Linked DNA regions of Mus musculus: region 2 is linked to region 1. Evidence: chromatin contacts called from public HiChIP or PLAC-seq data. All regions are on one chromosome and are shown on one strand. Each heading gives the region's core, a stretch centred on a gene start, on an enhancer-like site or on the middle of the called end of the contact. The rest is flanking DNA. Distances are from core to core; before and after follow the strand shown. Region 1 holds the start of 6430571L13Rik (RIKEN cDNA 6430571L13 gene). Region 2 overlaps Cacna2d2 (calcium channel, voltage-dependent, alpha 2/delta subunit 2).

Region 1 (2,700 bases), core at 171-2,670:
CCATGTACACATACCCATCCAAACATACATACTTATAATTTTAAGAAATAACATAAAATATTCAAAAATAAATAGTTCACGGGGTAGCTCAATTGATGTGCTCACCTAACAGTCACACAACTCTGGGTTTGATGCCCACAAATGGGGTTTGGTAATACTTATAAATCCTAGTTTTCAGCAGGTGGAGGCAGGGAAACCAGAAACTCATCTTTTAAGGCCAGACTGGGCTACATGAAATCCTGCTTCAAAAAAGTAAAAAATAAAATACTTGAGTAAAAAGGGAGAGGGGCTGGGAGTTGGGTGTACTGGTGCACACCTATAAGTCCCAGTACAAGGGGGTCTGGAGAAATGCCTCAGTGGTTAAGAGCACTGGCTGCTTTTCCAAAGGACCCAGGTTCAATTTTGAGCACCTACAAGGAGGCTAACAGCAGTCTGTAACTCCAGTACCAGAGGATCCAATGCCCTCTTCTGGCTTCCTTGAACACCAGACACATATGTAGTGTACAGATACGTGTGCAGACAAAACATCCTCACACATGAAACTAATTAATTAAAAATTAAAACCCAAGCACCCAGGAGGTGGAGGATTGCCTTGGTTCAAGACTAACCTGGGCAACATAATAAGTATCGGGCCATCCTGGGTTACACACAGTCTGTTTAGGGGATGGGGTGAGGGTAGTTTTAAATGGTTGGGGATACAGCTCTTGGGTATAGGAAATCGGTACTTCTGTCCTGAGATGAATTTTGCTGTGGATGAAAACTATTATGAGAGGAATAGGTGGGCTATCACACAGATAATTCCATCTCAACATCTCTGGACTGAAGTCTCCAGGAGTCACTTACCAAAAACCGCCCTTGTTCCAAAACACCAGAGTTCCTATATAGGCAGGAAACTGAGACAAAAGAAGAGAAGCAGTTTGCTGTTCAAGGTCATAAATTCAATAGAAGATCAAACTGAATTCATTTTAGGTTTCAAATATTCCAGGTCTGGTGGTGCTCTCACCAAATCTCTGTACCTATGATTTTTGCGGCTTACAAGTCTGCCCCAGTGCGGGTGGAGGTGTCCAGGAGTCAGAATTCTGACCCAGAAAGGACCTGGCTACCTACGGTCCTCTGCCTAACTTCCGGCAGGCCATCAGGGTCAGAGGTATTCTCAGAGAGAATCTCTTTTAGCTGTCCGGTTTCAGGTCCAAGCTCCCGCTGGGAGCAGAGCTATATCTGAGCGACAGGCGAGTGAGCCAATGCTGATCGAGCTTTAGGCGAAGCAGCCAATCAGGGTCCGGAGGCGCTGGGGGGGGCAGGAGGCAAGGCACTCCGGCTCCTGGGGATCCCCCGAGGCTGCTCATCCCAGCCCCACCCCCTCCGTGGTCCGGACCCAGCCCACCCCAGCTCAGGTTGTCAGCCAGCGCAGGCTAATACTAGCTGATCCTGCGCGCACGCAAGGCGGACCTTGAGTCGGGACCTGTCGCCCCCAACGCCCGGGCCTGGGTGTTCCCCCGCCCACGCCTCCTGCGGGTCACTACCAACCTTAGCTTCTCAGACTGAGCTCGGCGCACCGGAGAGGATTAAGTAAGTGCTGAGATCGGCTGCTTCTGAGCAAGAATGGAGAAACCACAGGGTCGTGGAGGCGGGCGTGGGGATTGAGATAGGGAGGACTAAGAGACTCGATAGCTTCTTGGAGGTCGCGGTGCACACCACTTTTACCCCGGTGTTCTTCCCTTCCCCTTTGGACCCCCGAGACAAGCCAATAAAATACTCGGCAGGGTGGCTTCTCTCCTTTTTTTGCCAGTAATAAACAGACTCAGAGCAAGTTAAGGGTCTGGTCCAAGGTCATGGCTGGGATCAGTGACAGAGCCCAGAAGAGAACCTGAGACTTCTTGCTGAGCCAAGCTGGAGAGGACAGAAAGGAATGCGTCTACTCCATGCATGACCCTCTGCCAGCTTTGCTCCTTCCTAAGGGACCATGAACGATATGTGCACACCGCTCATACGTATGTGCACACCTGCAAGAGGAGGCATCCCATGTACACCTATGAGACGCACAGAGAAACATATATGTAGCCATAGGCTAGAAATTCTTTCTCTTTCTAGGTCTGCCCCTCTGCAGCACTGCTAGGACTCATTCCCACTCTGCTTTACCCAAGACCCACAGAGGCTGGGTGATCTTCCATCCTCCGGAGGGAAATAGGTGTTTCAAAGTGAGTATTTCATCAGTGCCTCTGAAGATGTAACTCCGTGCCTTACATCTACGAGTAAAGGAGGTAGCCCAAGGATCACCCCTGCCAACTTCCTTGCCAGAAGATCTAGCTCGGTCTACCCTTCCTGCCTCTTGGTGTCTCTACACCAGCCCCATCCTAGTCCCAACCATAGCATGGGTCTCACAGCTGACTAGGACCAGGGACTGCTGTGTCTAACTCCTCCTGGGTTGTTGGTGGTAGTGATGGGGATTTGGAACATTTATTGGATGCCTTCTGTGCTCATCTAAGTTCTTCCCTCCACACCCCACTGGGGACTGGTTCATTCTGATATACCATTAACCCTACAACACCATGGGGTTGTTCGTAATATTTCCCACTTTGAGAAAAACTAGACACAGAGAAGAGGGGTGACTTGCCTGAGGTTATATCAGGTGTGTCTGAGTCTTGGGCAAGTGTTTCCCAAGCAGAAGGAGGGATGTGGGGTGCAGAGAGTGAGGAGGTA
Region 2 (2,700 bases), core at 22-2,521, 150 kb after region 1:
GCTTCCAGAGCCTTCTGCCACCAGTTCTGATTTGAGGGGCTCCCGGATGAGAGAGGATAGAAAAGGCAAGAAGCGGGGTGCTGTGGGCAGGGTTTTTAGAGGGTGAGCCACCTGAGGGCTCTTCCTCCTTACTATTCCCAAGCCCAGTCCAGCCCAGGATGTAGGGACTCCAACCCTCCAGGTGTTGTCCATGGCCTGGGTCCCTTATCTCACACCATCGTCTGTCTCAGTCCCCCTAAGCTAAAGACGTTTAACTTACTGAAATTTGAAGGTACCGGTGGCCCACTGCTCCCCAGGAGAGTATTGTCCCCAGCCCAGCGCACAGCCTGTCCCCTTCTTTCTTGCCTTTTCTTGCAAGAATAGCTCCCAGAGCTCAGGGAAATTGATTGTTAAGTGAAACTCTCTGATAATTGCCTCTGAAATGCCTGCTGTTATCGTGATGGACTTGGCTGTGAACAGCCCTCCTCAGAATCCCACTGCGGTTCCCTCCATTGCTGACCATGGTGGGGACACCACAGGCCAGGCAAGACACCATCAGCAGCTTCACAGTAGCAGCATGGCCCTAGGGACCCCTTACCCTGCAGGGTGTGGTGAGGAAAAGAGGTCCCCAGAGGCCAAACCACAGGCCTGGGATCACAGCCCTGACTGGCTGGGGCAAAGCTCAAGCCCAGACCTCTATATGGGTTCAGATATCTCTGGCCTTGATTTAACATATGTTTGCTATCTACTCATTATATGCTAGGATCCAAGTTACCCTAAATTTAATAGCAACCAGGCACTGTCCCTCACTGAGCTCAGAGATCAAGATGACAGGCACAAGGAAGGTTCCCTGGGTGTCATAAGGGAACATTTTCTGGTGCCCAGAAGGAGTAGGGATTTGTCACGGGGAGTGGGTGAGTCAGGCTACAGGAATCTAGTCAGAAGTGCATGGAGGGGGGATAGCAGGGCCCTGGTAACAGGAGGATTCAAGAGCATAGCCCAGAGTCTAGACAGGGAGTCACTCCCAGGGCACTGTCACTCACAGCCCAGGCTAAGAACAGAGTGTATCTCCCATACACAGCAGACACCCTGGGGACAGGGACAAACTGAGGCTCTAGCTTGACCCAGAGTTAAGTAGCCTGCCTGCCCCTGGCCCATCCCAGGGGCACTAGAGAGGTGGGAGGAAGGTAAGTCTTGGGGGAGGAGGAGGACCCTTGGCTACCCCAAAGCAGGCCTGACGGTTATGTGCTTTGTAAAGACTGAGGACCAAGGCAGAGAGTGCTAAGCTGAAAGCCCCCACATACACACAATGATGTGCCCTACCAGGTAGACACAACAGGAAGCCTACAGGCTGGGCAAGGGCTAAAGGAAACTTCCAGAAAAGGTGGCTAATCAGGCAGAGGAGCAGTTAAGAGGGGAAAGCCCTCAAGTGGACCAGAGCCTGCAAGAAGAACCCCATTGGACAGGGTACCTGTGAGGGCTGCTAAGTTAGAGAAATGGGGCTGCCTAGAGACTGCTCACCCTCCGTGTGGATCTGTTACTACCCGCAGTTCACAGCAAGACCTGGAGGGCCAGACTGGTGCAGCCCCTGCTTGAGGAAGCCATGCTGAATGCAGGCCAGGCCTTCAGGGGTGGTCCCTCTACCCCACGCCCCCTCGCTCTCAGGCCTGTTGGGACCTTGAGCCCCAGGGGCCTGCCCAATTCACCCTGTCCCACCACCTGGCCCTTCCTTCCCACACCACTAGACCTGGCTGTTTAGCAGTTTCCACACGTCCAGCGCCCGGGGACGGGCTGATTGATCTGTAACACCGAAAAAATAATAATGGCTTGATCGTTACCGAGGATTAAAAGTAATCCTTCTGCTGTGGCTATTGCAACTCCGTTATTCACGAGTCAGCGGGCTGACCCAGGCCTTTGAGCCCAGGGGACTCTGTGAGCTTAAGGAGACCAAGGACTGAACCCTCCCTCCGGGGTGCTCCCTTACCTTGTCTGCTAGGTTTTGAAGCCTGAGGATCCTCGTGTTCTTGGGACCCATGAATCCTAGGGTCAAAGCCGTGTGCTGAGAGCGTGAAAGGGCAAGTGCATAAGTGTGCACTCGCGCGCGCGCGCACACACACACACACACACACACACACACACACACACACACACACACACACACAAAATGGCTGGGGGTAAAAGCAGAAAATCAGTAGAAGAATAAGGGAGCAGATTCCTTAGAGCCATGGTTCAGTTTGGGGCTTCAGCCCAGTTTGTTCTCCATCTTTTCTATACTAAGAGGCCTTAGTCTGGTTCCCACATTGCCTTAGACCCAACAGTTATGAAAAGCAATGGCCTCTACAGAGCCCCCAAGTAGCCTCAAGTCCCACTCTGAGGTACGTCTCAGGTCCCAGGGGAAATAAGGGCCCACTAGATAAGAGGAGGGGAGATGCCCTGGTGACTCGAGGCTCCTGCTTTGAGCGGTACCTCCAGGGGCTACCTCCCTGGACTTGGTGGATCTTGCAGCCCAAGTATAGAGCTTCACAGCTGGTGTAGTGCGGTGCCCACTTAAAATGCCACAAATCCCTTCACAGAAGGGTACTGCAGGATTATGAATTGGGAGGTCTCATCTATCCTAGGGGTTTAAGCCAAAAGGAAAATTCTTTCAGATGAAGAGCTTTGGGGGCTAGTGATATTCAGATCTACTCTCTGAGATAAGGGTCCAGGTCCTGAGTGTGAAAT

The links. HiChIP or PLAC-seq counts read pairs in DNA pulled down with a chosen protein or histone mark.
Region 2: a contact with region 1 is called in an H3K4me3 HiChIP or PLAC-seq map of stem cell-derived neural progenitor cells, with 34 read pairs. The contact joins the enhancer-like site here to the promoter of 6430571L13Rik in region 1. A contact is called at or near these places in 9 of 39 promoter capture datasets (cranial neural crest, embryonic stem cells, frontonasal cranial neural crest and 4 more), 9 of 484 Hi-C or Micro-C datasets (bone marrow-derived macrophages, cerebral cortex, cortical neurons and 4 more), 16 of 115 datasets of contacts at active chromatin or transcription factors (T-cell acute lymphoblastic leukemia, bone marrow-derived macrophages, craniofacial prominence and 10 more) and 3 of 9 other capture datasets (adipose tissue, liver and pancreatic islet).

Annotation. Positions count from the first base shown.
Region 1 is chr9:107,339,220-107,341,919 of GRCm38.p6, forward strand. It overlaps 6430571L13Rik (RIKEN cDNA 6430571L13 gene), which reads left to right and starts at 1,421. Exons shown (of 6, transcript NM_175486.3): 1 at 1,421-1,569; 2 at 2,092-2,198. It also overlaps a transcript of Hemk1 not described here.
Region 2 is chr9:107,492,775-107,495,474 of GRCm38.p6, forward strand. All of the region lies in intron 3 of Cacna2d2 (calcium channel, voltage-dependent, alpha 2/delta subunit 2), which reads left to right. Among named protein-coding and RNA genes, the nearest start is that of Gm34037, 3.3 kb to the left of the region's middle. Within about 2 kb of position 1,272, at least 2 of the 459 cell types and tissues checked have an H3K27ac peak or open chromatin away from gene starts, as enhancers often do.